Regions from separate parts of the Mus musculus genome. Here all the other regions are linked to region 3. A link is a contact called in public HiChIP or PLAC-seq and promoter capture Hi-C data. All regions are on one chromosome and are shown on one strand. Each heading gives the region's core, a stretch centred on a gene start, on an enhancer-like site or on the middle of the called end of the contact. The rest is flanking DNA. Distances are from core to core; before and after follow the strand shown.

What was found. Promoter capture Hi-C pulls out the DNA fragments that hold promoters and counts their contacts. HiChIP or PLAC-seq counts read pairs in DNA pulled down with a chosen protein or histone mark.
Region 1: a contact with region 3 is called in a promoter capture Hi-C map of the HPC-7 cell line. The contact joins the promoter of Cpa3 here to the promoter of Hltf in region 3. A contact is called at or near these places in 1 of 39 promoter capture datasets (the HPC-7 cell line) and 2 of 484 Hi-C or Micro-C datasets (both in the G1E-ER4 cell line).
Region 2: an HNF4G HiChIP or PLAC-seq map of pancreatic cancer cells shows a contact between it and region 3. The contact joins the enhancer-like site here to the promoter of Hltf in region 3. A contact is called at or near these places in 21 of 39 promoter capture datasets (the 3T3-L1 cell line, 3T3-L1-derived adipocytes, the C10 cell line and 12 more), 2 of 15 datasets of contacts at CTCF or cohesin (large pre-B cells and pro-B cells), 26 of 484 Hi-C or Micro-C datasets (CD4 T cells, the G1E-ER4 cell line, the HPC-7 cell line and 14 more), 12 of 115 datasets of contacts at active chromatin or transcription factors (the 230-238 cell line, astrocytes, bone marrow-derived macrophages and 7 more) and 2 of 9 other capture datasets (adipose tissue and liver).

The regions. Positions count from the first base shown.
Region 1 is chr3:20,240,283-20,244,719 of GRCm38.p6, forward strand. It overlaps Cpa3 (carboxypeptidase A3, mast cell), which reads right to left and starts at 1,899. Exons shown (of 11, transcript NM_007753.2): 1 at 1,822-1,899; 2 at 1,633-1,708. The coding sequence starts at 1,889.
Region 2 is chr3:19,902,108-19,906,209 of GRCm38.p6, forward strand. No RefSeq gene overlaps it. Among named protein-coding and RNA genes, the nearest start is that of Gm42190, 50 kb to the right of the region's middle. Within about 2 kb of position 2,789, at least 18 of the 459 cell types and tissues checked have an H3K27ac peak or open chromatin away from gene starts, as enhancers often do. A contact at or near this core is called in pancreatic cancer cells and rod photoreceptor, where this site is marked.
Region 3 is chr3:20,055,162-20,059,640 of GRCm38.p6, forward strand. Hltf (helicase-like transcription factor) reads left to right here and starts at 2,650. Exons shown (of 25, transcript NM_009210.3): 1 at 2,650-2,846; 2 at 3,738-3,945. The coding sequence starts at 2,827.

The DNA.
Region 1 (4,437 bases), core at 649-3,148, 180 kb after region 3:
TTTGTATCTGACAAGAAGGTGCAATTTATTAATCTTGTTTTTTAATTTTACTATTTTAGTAATATGCCCTTGACCAAATCACTGTAACTGATTGCTTTTCAGTGTGCTTTAATTTAAAAATGTGGTTAATAGGCTTCCCTGGTGGGTGCTATAGATGTAGTGAGGTGGATATATGCCCTGAGATATCATGAGTGCTGATGTCCTCTTTGCTATTGCCCATAGCTGGAAATTTCAGCAATTTCAGCCTGCAAGAACAGCACTGAGGTTAAAACAGTTTGAGAAGGTTCAAGCTCTTGAGTTTCTTTAAAATCACAGCTAATTTTGAAACCCAGTGAAGTACAAATACACAGTCTGAGATATGTGAAGATGATGTCCAGTCTTCACTATGGCACTCTACCTGGGAGATGTGAGGGAGCTGCTGGGTCTCCGCCATTACACCAAGATAGAGGTATGTTCCAAGTCACTGTGGCTATCTCTTAGTTACATCACACTTCAGGTTTGGGGCAGCCCACCATGGGACAACAAGAGGTTTTTTTTCAACCAACCAACACATCTGTTTACTTTGAAACATCATAGAATAAGGTGAACATATCAGGGGCTAGTTTATAGGCTAAATATCACAATAACAACATCTTCATTATAGCAAAAAATGTGGAGGAAGAGTTTCATGCTCAAAGTACTGTTGTGAACATTTATTAAGTGGCAAGCACATAGGTGTGCCACAGCAGTGTCCCATAGGGAAGTAATAAGAGGAGGTTTTGTGTGCCAGACAAAGCTGCATATAAGCATTTCCATCATGTGAGCTAACAGCAGAAGAAGGAGCAGAATCTCCTAACAGAAAGAACACGGCAATTTCTGCAATTGCTCCAGTCTGAGGCAGAGCATAGCTGCACAGAGGCAAGGATAGTGTGAGTGTGAAGGATACTCAGGAACTAGAATAGGGAGAACTTCTGACTGGTTTGACTGAAGAGAAGCGTGACTGGAATGAAGGACAGGCTTGGTTCTGGGTTTAAATCTGATGAGTGATGTTGGCAGTTTCAGTTACCACCTTTTTATGTCAGGTTCTGTTTCAAGGATGTTACATTGTAAATCTGATGGTAAATATGAAATAAGAGCAAGGTGACTGGGCCAAGCTGACTTGTGTGATAGGAGTGGCTTAACCCATGATAGAAAATGTTCTCTTTTTTGTTAGATTTTAAGAAACTGCTTATATTTAAGAATCTCTTTTGAAGGAATCCTCACTGTTGGAAAGCTATCACCAGCCAGTACTTTACTCTCATCAGATTGTACTTGAACAGAAGTCACCAGAAGAAATTGGAGTGGATGTTGTGGGTGGGGGGACTCAGAGTACAGACAGGAAAGGGGGTAATGGAAAAGGTGCCAAGGATTCCCCTTGTTTTACAGAGTACTTAGGAGCTATTGCTTGTAAAGCAGGAAGGAAAAGAAGTGAACCATGGAAACAAAACTAGGTGTGGTGCTGGCTCCTGGCTGAGTTATCCCAATCGTTTCCGTCATTCCTCTTCCTCCCTCGTTTGTCAACCTTTCATAACCAGTGGGCACTGAAGATAAAATGGAAGGAATATCTCTTAGAGAATTGAAAAGAAAGAGATAAGACCCCTCTGAATGGTTTACCTCAATGCTTTGGGTCAAGTTCTTCAAGACACTGGCGTGCTTTTCATTCTGGAGTTTCACACGGAATACCTTCTCCCTTCAAGTAGATAAAAGACAGAAACCAAAGAAACAAAATTTCAGTGAATTTTGAAGCCATATTCCTTACCTCCTTTTTCACCCAGAGACTGGACTATAGATAGAGAAATTTACCTGTCAAAGTGGACAGGAGCAATTGCAAGTGTAGTGTAGATGACAGCCATAAGCAAGAAGAACCTCATGTTTTTTCTTGGCTTGATCTGACCCCTATACGGGTTTTATACCTCAGCTTTTATCTCGACGAACAGCTGATTTCCTTTGTGGTTCCTGGGGATGAACAGTCCTTCCACCTCATATTTTTTCAGTTGAGAGGGGGCAGGGTTGTGAATATCCAGGCCTCTCTCTACTTTCTTATATTTTTGGTTGTGAGCCTAGCCTCTAATGGCTGAGCCACCTCTCCAGCCCTCTACTTTCTTATTAATAGGAGATATAAATGTCTCTAAAAAAGATTGGGAAAAATCCCTTCAGCAAGTAGTGTGTTCAAGGTGATAGGATGAGTCTATTCACAGAGATAAGACAGTAACGTACCTCTGTTCTAAAATACTAGCCTCCCAGGAAGCTTCAATTAAATAGGTTGAAGCATACTCATAGGTTTTAAATACAAAACAATTAATATACTTAATTTTTGTGAGTATGTGTTTGGAGTGGAGTTTGTTCATGCTATGATATATGTGTGGAGATCAGAGGACAACTTAAATAGAGAACACATTCCATCCTTCTATCATTTGAGTTTTGGGGGATTGGACTCAAATCATGGGTCTTGGTGGCAGGTGTCTTTACCCACTGACCCACTGCACTGATCTCTATCCTACATTTTAAAAGTTACATTTATAACCTCAAATGAATTTGAGTAACTGCCACAGAACTTTGGTGTATAGTCTTTTATTTATTTATTTTTTAACTTTTTATTTTTGGGTTTTCTAGACAGAGTTTCTCTATATATCCCTGGCTGTCCTGGAACTCACTCTGTCGACCAGGCTGGTCTCGAACTCAGATTTCGAAATCCAAGTGCTGGAATTAAAGGCATGTGTCACCACTGCCTGGCTTTGGTATATAGTCTTACGTAATGAAACTTTATCCTCCTCCTCCCCCTCTTTCTTCTTGTTGTTCTTGTTCTTGTTCTTGTTCTTGTTCTTGTTCTTGTTCTTGTTCTTGTTCTTCTTGTTCTTCTTGTTCTTCTTGTTCTTCTTGTTCTTCTTGTTCTTCTTGTTCTTGTTCTTCTTCTTCTTGTTCTTCTTGTTCTTGTTCTTCTTGTTCTTCTTGTTCTTCTTGTTCTTCTTGTTCTTCTTGTTCTTGTTCTTCTTCTTGTTCTTGTTCTTGTTCTTCTTCTTGTTCTTCTTCTTCTTCTTCTTGTTCTTCTTCTTCTTCTTCTTCTTCTTCTTCTTCTTCTTCTTCTTCTTCTTCTTCTTCTTCTTCTTCTTCTCCTTCTCCTTCTCCTTCTCCTTCTCCTTCTCCTTCTCCTTCTCCTTCTCCTTCTCCTCCTCCTCCTCCTCCTCCTCCTCCTCCTCCTCCTCCTCCTCCTCCTCTTCCTCCTTCTCCTTCTCCTCCTCCTTTTCCTTCTCCTCTTCCTCTTCCTCCTCCTCCTCCTCTCTCTCTTTCTTTCTTTGGAAGGTTGGGTGGACAAGCTATTGCTATGTTTGAGTTGGCCTCAACTTCTTACCTCAGCCTTATTGCTTCTGAGACTGTAAGTCTATGCCAGGAAGTAACTTGGTTACATATTATAAATAATCAAAATATTATTATTGGAGGATGTTCTTATTATCAGAGCAACAATTTATACTCCATCCACGAGTTTCATGTATTCTCCCAAGAATCTTTTCTAAACTCTGAAGATAAGAAAGTGTACATTTTTGCAAAATGCCATATGTCTTCACTGGTCAGTGATGACAGCAGTAGAAACTCTCAGAGCAAAGGCTTTTGCCAGAATGTGTGTTTCACAAGAGCAAACTGAAAAGGAAAAGCTTGCTTTTAGATTTAAACAGATACAAGCTTAAAACTGCTCCTAAACCTCAGCTGTACCCTTGTGACTAGTGTCTTGCCTTAGTTCCTTATCTGTAAAGATGTTATGAAGATGTTCATGAATGACAAGATTAACCGAGATAGTGTATGGAAAGGAATTAGCATCTGGTAAAGACTAGATAAAGTATAAGCTCACTTTCAGGGTCTACAAACAGAAACTTACAGTTGGCCACTGTCAGGCTGCAGAGCTGATCAGTATCAACATGTATCATGTGGTAGACTCAAGTAAAGGCTGTGCCCTTAAGGGGGGGTGAAACTTCTCTCTGCATTTATGTTGCTTTCTAATTCAAGAAAGGGAATTGATTCTAGGCACTTCATCTTCAGATTTAAAAACCTCTAATCTGAAAATCATTTTGCCAATTATACAAGAAAATAGAAAAAAATCTCCTTTAATTATGGTCGTCTAGAGTATTGTTTTTTTCTTTTGGTCTTAAAACTTTGACACCAAGCCTGATGATCAGAACTGGATCTGTGGGACTCACATAGTAGAAGGGGAGAAGCAACTCACCTCAGTAGTCCTGACACAACCTTACACCACTTTTGTATAAAGTTGGGAAGAGGCTTGGTTTTCCTAGGGATCTAGATAATTCGAGGCAAATGGTAACCTCACGATTAGATTCTGATGCTAAAGTACATCTTTTGACTTGTAATATCCATTGCATGTTGATAAGTCAGTGTTTCTGAATAAAATCTTGACCTACACACATTCAG
Region 2 (4,102 bases), core at 1,539-4,038, 150 kb before region 3:
GGCTTTAAAGTATATACAAGGCGCTATGGAGTTCTTGCTACCAAGGTGATTTCAGCATTAGCAGCTAGTTCTGACTCCTGGAAAATGGACTAAAGCAGAGTCAGGTGACCTTGCGGAGCGAGTTGGAGACAGGTGTTTTCCTGGAGTCCAGCTGCCAGGATTGGCTGGCAATGGGTGCAGAACAACTAGAGGACAAGAACTGCCATGGCTACAGCTGCATGATGCACAACCTCGGGCCACACACCCTGAGGCAGCTCCAGAGCACAGCATGAGTACAGGCTGCACCAAGGATGCCATAGTACTTGGTAACCACTGTGTGTACCAGACAGGCAATTGGACAGTATGTGCTGGGCTGGGCTGGACCTTATACCATGCAAGGACAGGACGATGCAATGTGGCATAGCTACCATTAAGCAAATAGTCCCAAAGAAGCTGGCCTGCTCCCACAGTGTGACAGTGTAGAACTTGGCATTGTTGCTAAAATAATATATCAAGCAACATGTGTATCCTGGGTCTAGGTGTATACACCGTCAGAAACTGGTCTTTTCGGAAATTACAACAATGGTGACTATTATAATAGTCAGGTGAGCTCAGACTATTTAAAGATCCAATAAGGCACCTGTTGAAGGTCTCAGCAGATCGGTTGTAAAAAGGAAAAGACCACAAGGATTTACCCTGCCTGACCCGATTTCCTTCCAGAAAGACTGAGTGCATGTGTCAGCCTGGGAAATGGAATCAGATATGAGACAGGGAAAGGACAGGGACTGGAAAGGAATCTGGGAGAGGGAGTAGTCACAGCAGAGACAGAGTATAGTGCCAGTGTGCTGCCTTCCTAGGAGACAGTAAAGATTGAGGCATGAATAGGAAAACAGTGGAACATACCGGGAAGCACATACTGTGCACAAACTGTTGGAGCAGTCAATAATCTTTGTGACAAATCCTGCATTCTAAGTGTCTTCTAGCATAAGGAAAGTGTGAAAATGATTTTGTTTGATGTTATATAGCAGTGGAATAGCCATGGGTTTAACTTTGGCTTTTCAGTCCTTGTTCCCCAGTCTATAATGAAATGGTAAATTGTGTCACAGGTCTCTCACCCTGAAGCACTCACATCTCAGGATGCTTGTGGTAAAAGAGGTCCATGACCAAAACTTGGGGAGCTAATTTTCACTCTATTGATATCTACATCAATGTGTAAAGGGCTTGAGAAGACCTGCAAAGAAAATTCGGGGTGAATGCAGTTATGTTAGCACACTGGTGCCAGTGGAAAGTGGAGTGGGAAAAGGGGGTGTATGGAGTGAGTTTGGAAGCAGTTTATTTCATGTGTGTGGGTGTCTCCTCTGCCTGTATGTCTGTCTGTGCAGCACGTGTGTGCCTGGAGAAGACTCGAGGGCACTGAATTGCCTGGAACTGACATTGCAGAGGGTTGTGAGCCTCCTTGTGGGTTCTGGGAATCAAAGCCAAGTTCTCTGGAATAAGAGCCATCTTAAGCACTGAGCCATCCCTCTAGCCCCTGGGAACAGTTTTAGTTAGGAAGTGCAGTGCATTGGGTCACAGAGAAAGTGTTCCTGGCTGGGGCCTCAGGAGAGTACTCCAGAAGAGGCAGGAGAGAACATATGTATTAAGAAGAGAGCGGAAGAGAAGGAAAGTGGATCCCAAGCAAGGAAATGTCTAGGGCAAAATTCACGGTGTGGAAGGGAGGAAGGTAGTGAAGAGAGGAGAAAAGAGACACTGTTAATTTTTTAGGAGCTAAACCCCAGAGATGAAGCAAGATAAGGAGCCAAGCAGGCAGGGCTGGGTCTGAAGTTTATTTGCCGTGGAAAGAAGCTTTAAAGAAGTGGGGTCATAGGGAAAATGCCCCTGACCACACTGGGGAAGAGAGCTAACAAGGATGCAGCTGAGAAACCAATTTGGTAACTAGTAAACATCTGGATGAGAAATGACAGTGAAAGCAGAATGGCAAAGACCGAGAGGTAAGTGGAGCGCTATCCGGGGTCTTAGTATGTGAGACCATAAAGGGTAAGGGAGAAGGAAGGGGGCCTGAAGGCAGCCCGGGAGCAAAGCCCCATGTGTAAGGCTTGGGCAGAGTGGGAAATGAGCAGGAGAAGGAAGAGACAATCCAGGTGAGCAGGGAGTATTGGAGCCCAAAGAAACATCCCCTGCCTACTGGAAGAGTAGCTCTTAACTGATGAGCCATCTCTCCATTCCCCCACTTAAACCTATGCCTTATGTCAGACCCCCTTCCTGGTGCAGCCACATTGAATAAATTTCTCTCTGCCTTTGCTTTTTTGGCCCCTTGACTGGCCTATTGAGGACAAGTGACTGAGCCTAATTATTAAAACTGCCAGAGCTCCAATACCAAAGTAAAATCCAGCCTGGAAGCTATGACTCGATTGCCAGGGCCAGAAGTGTACTAGAAACACACTTCTAGAAAAATTTGTGTGAAGGAAACAGTCCACAAATGTAGACCAGGGCTAGAACCAAAGGATGAGCAAGCCTGAGGGCTTCAGACATGAATCTCTTAATAGGATAGAGGATAGTGAGGAGGGAGCTGAGGAAATCAATCCAGGTGAACATTGCAGAACGCAAGAGAGGGCCAGGCAGAACCCTCAGATAAGAGGTAGAAGTGACTTAATTATCCTTAGAACTTAAAATAACATGAAAGGATGGGCAGAGGCAGGCATGTCGCCAGCACTGATTTCAGATATCTTTCTTCCTTTGTTTCTCAGTTGGTCCTTAGTTTAATGCAGGGTGGGCTCCTGTAGCAAGTAGGTAGCCACTAGGTGTCAGCCTTGCGTTATGTTTTGTCTTGACCTCAGGAAGACAGAGTAACTGAGGTACCGAGTTTTCCTCCCCTTACCTTTTCCCTCCCTGGATGTTTAAATTCCAGATTTGAATTTTGGAATGGTGGGGAGGAGGCTATGGAGTCAAGTATTTGCTGACTCACCACTAAGGCAAGACCCTCTCTACAGGCTGGTTCTGTGTCAATTGACACAGGCTGACTCACCACTAAGGCAAGACCCTCTCTACAGGCTGATTCTGTGTCAATTGACACAGGCTGGAGTTATCACAGAGAAAGGAGCTTCAGTTGGAGAAATGCCTCCATGAGATCCAGCTGTGGGGCATTTTCTCAATTAGTGATCAAGGGTGGGAGGGCCCATTGTGGGTGATGCCATCCCTGGGCTGGTAGTATCGGGTTCTGTAAGAGCAGGCTGAGCAAGCCAGAGGAAGCAAGCCAGTAAGAAACATCCTTCCATGGCCTCTGCATCAGCTCCTGCTTCTTGACCTGCTTGAGTTCCAGTCCTGACTTCCTTGGTGATGAACAGCAGTATGGAAGTGTAAGCTGAATAAACCCTTTCCTCCCCAACTTGCTTCTTGGTCATGATGTTTGTGCAGGAATAGAAACCCTGACTTAGCCGGGCAGTGGTGGCACATGCCTTTAATCCCAGCACTTGGGAGGCAGAGGCAGGTGGATTTCTGAGTTCGAGGCCAGCCTAGTCTACAAAGTGAGTTCCAGGACAGCCAGGGCTATACAGAGAAACCGTGTCTCCAGAGGGTGTGGGGGGGAGGAAGAAAGAAAGAAAGAAAGAAAGAAAGAAGGAAAGAAAGAAAGAAAGAAAGAAAGAAAGAAAGAAAGAAAGAAAGAAAGAAAGAAAGAAAGAAAGAAAGGAAACCCTGGCTAAGACAAGTTGGTACCAGGGACTGGGGTATTGCTGTGATAAGCCTAACCATGCTTTTATTTGAAAGAATGTGGATTTGGGGACTTTGGATTTGGAACTCAGTGGAATGCTTTAAATGAGGCTTAATGGGTCATCCTAGTAGGAATATGGAAGACTTTGTTGTTGGGAGTAATTTGAACTGTGTTGACCTGGCCCAAGAGATTTCAAAGGATAATAATTTCAGAATGTGGCATAAAGACTGTTTTTGTGGTGTTTTGGTGAAGAATGTGGCTACTTTTTTTACCTTGTCTGAAAAGTCTGCCCAAGGCTAAGGTGAAGAGACTCAGATTAATTGCATTGACAAAGGAAGTTTCAAAAAAAGCCCAGCAAAGACTTTGTTCTCTGGTTAAGTCTTATGAAGAGAAGTTTGAACAGCATAGCAAGCT
Region 3 (4,479 bases), core at 1,400-3,899:
TTAGAACCATGACTTGAGGCTGAAAGCCCTTGCCCCAGGAGTGTAAAGACCTCACACCTGGTTTCTAAGAATATGGCTGACCTTAGAGAGAGCTGACTGTGTCTCAGTTGTTACATTGCCTAGATCCTGCTAATCTTTATGTATGCGTTCTTCTTTTTGTGTAAAGAGTCATTAAGCATCCAGTAACCTCAATGTATTTTGGCTGATGTGTCACCTAATTTCCTTATTTTCTTCTGTTTTATAAGTCTGATGCTCACTTTGAGAAATTACATTCAGATACAGCACTCTCTCTGTGTGTGATGTTTGTCATCCCGCCGACTTCTTGCCCACCTGAATACCAGGACCCTGATTCTCCTGCGGGTTGAGGGGCCGACTGAGTCCAGTCCTTGTCAGAGGACAATGGTTTGTCTTTGATGTTGGGGTTTAGGTTTTTGCTCTCAGCAGAAAAAAAAATGCTGTTAAAGAACCATGTTATAAGGAATTTTATTATTTAGTCCAATGAGCATAGCTTTCTTAATTTTACACATAAAATGTTACCAGTTACTGTGGAGGCTGAGGCTTCTGCTTCAGGATCAAAGTTGCCCTCAGAATCCCCAGCCTGGGTAACTTTCTGAGTCCTTGTCACAAAGTTTCAAATAAAATAAAGGCTGTGGATAGAGAGCTTTCCCAGGTTGGACAGGCCCTAAGATTCAATACCTAATACTGGAAAAAAAAAAAAACAAACAAAAACCCAAAACCCAACTTTGCATTTGTATCATAATATACCATGAAGAAAGTAAAATATCCGAAGCAAACGAAACATTATCTGCAGTAAGTTTCCTGTTGGGGGAATGAAATATTTCATTCTTCAGATTCTCAGTGAGGGCTAGAGATGTAACTCAGAGGAAGAGTGCCTGTTTAACATGCACAAAAATCCCAGGGAAGATGATGCGCCATCAAATGAATCTTCTGTAAGGCTGATTAACTGAGCTACAATGATTGTGCAGCATTTCAAATGCTGCAAACCCAGAGCCAAATTTTCTTAGGCCATCTCTAGCCTTCTTAATTGCTACTTATTGTCCTCCTCTGCACTTAACATGTTTCTGTGACCACAGGGTAAATCATTTGGAATGTACATACAGTGCTACCACTCAGCAAACTAAACAGCTAAGGATAATGTCAGTATCTTAGGTCTCTAATAAAGGTTCCCTGTAATACTCTTTCCCACCTACCTAATGGTCACACCAAATATATTTGGAAAGTATCTTGATTTATGACTTTCTTTGTCCTGTTAGTATAAAAGCTTCATGAAATGGCTTCAATTGAAACATAGCACTTGGGGTGGCCTAATTCTGTGTTCCCAGGCCAATGACTGATATTTGCCTCCAGCATAAATTGTCTCTTAATACTGTTAAAGTTAGTTTTCTTGTTTTTGCTTCTCTCTCTCTCCTTTCTTTTTATCATAGCATTCCCTAGGGTGCCATTCCAGCAGACAATCCTCAAATGGTCACATTTTACTTTTAGTTCACAGATCATCAATATTTAAGACAATGAACATGTGCCTCTTAAAACATCTTACTGACCACCTTTCATCCTCTGCTGATGGAAGCATAAAATGGACCACTCTAGGAAGGATGACTTCCAGTGTTTAAAATGTTTACAAACACATCTAGACATTCCGATGGTTTACAGCACACCCTATTATGTTTGGCTGGGCAATACCTTTAGCTTCCTACTGTTGGTGCAGCAGAAGATGCAGCAGTTAATGGCTGCTTCATCAAAAGTAGTTTTATGGTCTTTCAAGATGCTGGAATTACCTTTACCTTGCCTGATACTGTTGCATACAAAACTCCAAAGTGAAATGTCCCTTTAGATTATAAAGTATAAACATATAAACTTTATATGCCCCAGTACAGGGGAACGCCAGGGCCAAAAAGGGGGAGTGGGTGGGTATGGGGGACTTTTGGGATAGCATTGGAAATGTAAACGAGTAAATACCTAATTAAAAAAAAAAAGAGAGAAAAAAAAAGTTTCTTTATAGTGCCTCCTTCATTTTCCTAAGAAAACACACGTAGCCCCAGCCACCACCTCGGACCTTACAACTAATGTTGGACCAGTCTGCCTTTTTCAGCAAGAGCTATAAGGTTGTATTACTTTATGGCTTTCTTCTACCAAGGGAAAAAAATTTCTTTAAACACAATAAAAGCGAGATGGGAGAAGGAAATTCGTAAGTTCTCATTCAGATTTCCAGAACTCAGGGTCTCGCATACACGGAGGTCGCTAAGAATAAATAGAGTCAGGGCTCAGCAGAGGAAATGCAGGTATCCCACCCAGGGCTCCTACTGGAGTAGGCCCTGTTAGGCATTCCATCAGATAGGGAGCGTCTGACCTATGGGGACATCCTTGAGGAGTTAGGGCAGTGGCTAGAAGACCTCTTTCCCCCTAGTCCGTCAGAACCTTGAGCCCTGTGGCTCACTCAAGAAGCCTCGATGTTTTACCGTGCAAGGCGTCTCGGACTGCGGAAGAACCAGGTAGAACCCGGACGCGCCGCACTGCCTTTGAATCGCAGCACTGGGCGGAGCTCCCCACCCTCTTGTATTGTGATTGGTTGGTCTTCGTAGACTCTTCCTTTGGATTGGGCCCTGGCGGTGCCGATCGCAGAACGTCACCGGTTTCTCAGACTGTTGCAGGAAGGAGTGGTGTGGACACGTCTCACCGGGCGGACGCGGCCTGGCGGTTCTGATTTGGATTCCGGCGCCTGGGCCACGACGCCTTGAGGAGCTTTATCAGGCTGTCTGGGAAGATCTGGGGAGCCCAGGGCATCCCGAAGTCACCCCGCCCCGCGCCATGTCCTATACGTTCACGAGGTGAAGGGCTGAGGGGGGCTGGGCGTGAGGCCAATTGCTCTGCGCTCTATTCTAGTGAAGGTGCGCGCCCGGGCGCTTTATAGGTGCAGTTTGCATCCCTTCTGCGGGTCGCTTGCCGGTGTTGCTCCTGGAGGCACCAATGCATTGTCGCGGCTGACCAGAGTGGCTGCGACCTCGGAGAATCTGCGTCAAGGGCTTGGCGGGGGGGGGGGGGGGGGGTGGCGGGGGGGGTGGAAGCGGGGGGTGATTTATTCACCAATGTTATCCCACTGTTCGCTAGGCATTGTTATGGTAACAGCTTCCAACTTGTATTTCCCGGCACTATGCAAAAGCGCACTAAAGCATATTTGCAGAGGAGCTGAGAGGGAAACTCGCGACTTGATAGCCCCGTGTGTTTTTAGGAGAACTACATCTTCTAGGAGGCTTCCAGCAAACACCTCTTTTCATCATCTACTGTGGTTTTCATGCCCATTTTTGCAACAATTATCCCTATCCTTTAAAATAATGGGGCTTCAAGGTCAGTTCTCTATAGTGTCACAATTTAGATGCTCGATTTAAAATGTGTTCTGTTCCAAAGGAGTTAAAGCAGAGGATGCTGTGGATGCATTTATGTTAAAATTTAAAGTTATTTTCATAGCGGGCAGTGGTAGCCAAGTACCTGGGAGGGAGAGGCAGGTGGATCTCTGAGTTTGAGGCCAGCCTGGTCTACTGAGCGAGTAGGACAGCCAAGGCTACACAGAGAAACCCAGTTTCAGAAAAGGAAAGAGAAGAGGGGAAGGGGTTAGGGGACCAGGACAGCCAGGGCTATACAGAGAAACTCTGTCTCGAAAAACCAAAAAAAGAAAAACAAGTCCTGTTTTGTTTTTGGTTTTTTGTTTTGTTTTAAAACAGGGGTCCTGTTTGGAAGTATTCGCAGTCTGTCCAGTATGGATCACACGAAAATATTCCAAGACTTTCATACTCAACTTTCTTGCCACATTTTGAATTCCAAGACATTATTCCTCCAGATGACTTCCTAACGAGTGATGAAGAGCAAGATTTGGTTTTATTTGGAACTATGAGAGGACAAGTTGTTGGACTACGCTATTACACAGGAGTTGTAAGTAAAAGATTAGATAATAAAATTATGGTATGTTTATGGTTTTAACAGTAAGTTATAGTAAAAGGTGATGTATACAATGAATGTTTTACTTTGAATGAAAGGCTAGTCATAAATACCTTGACTAACTGATTAACTTCTTACTTTTCTCCTATGCTTATAGTTTATAAAGCACTTTTGCCCACACATTTGGTCCTTGTGATTACTGAGGAACGTGGTAAATTTAAGAAATGACTTCAAATCCATCATGTTTTGCATTAGGTTATTCATTTTTGTAGTAAAAACAGTCCTTGTTCTTTCTTATGTATTCCTGTTCTCTGAAATGAATGTATGTGAAAATGTGTGTGAGAGAAAGAAAATGGACAGATTGAGAATATATATATATATATATATAATTTTCTTTGAACAATAATCTTTATTAAGGGCATCTTTGTTATTTAGTAATATAATTCTAATGATATTTAATTTATTATGAGAAAGTTTCTAACAAAATGAGAATAAGATTCAATGGTTAGCAAGTATTTTCTATTTTTG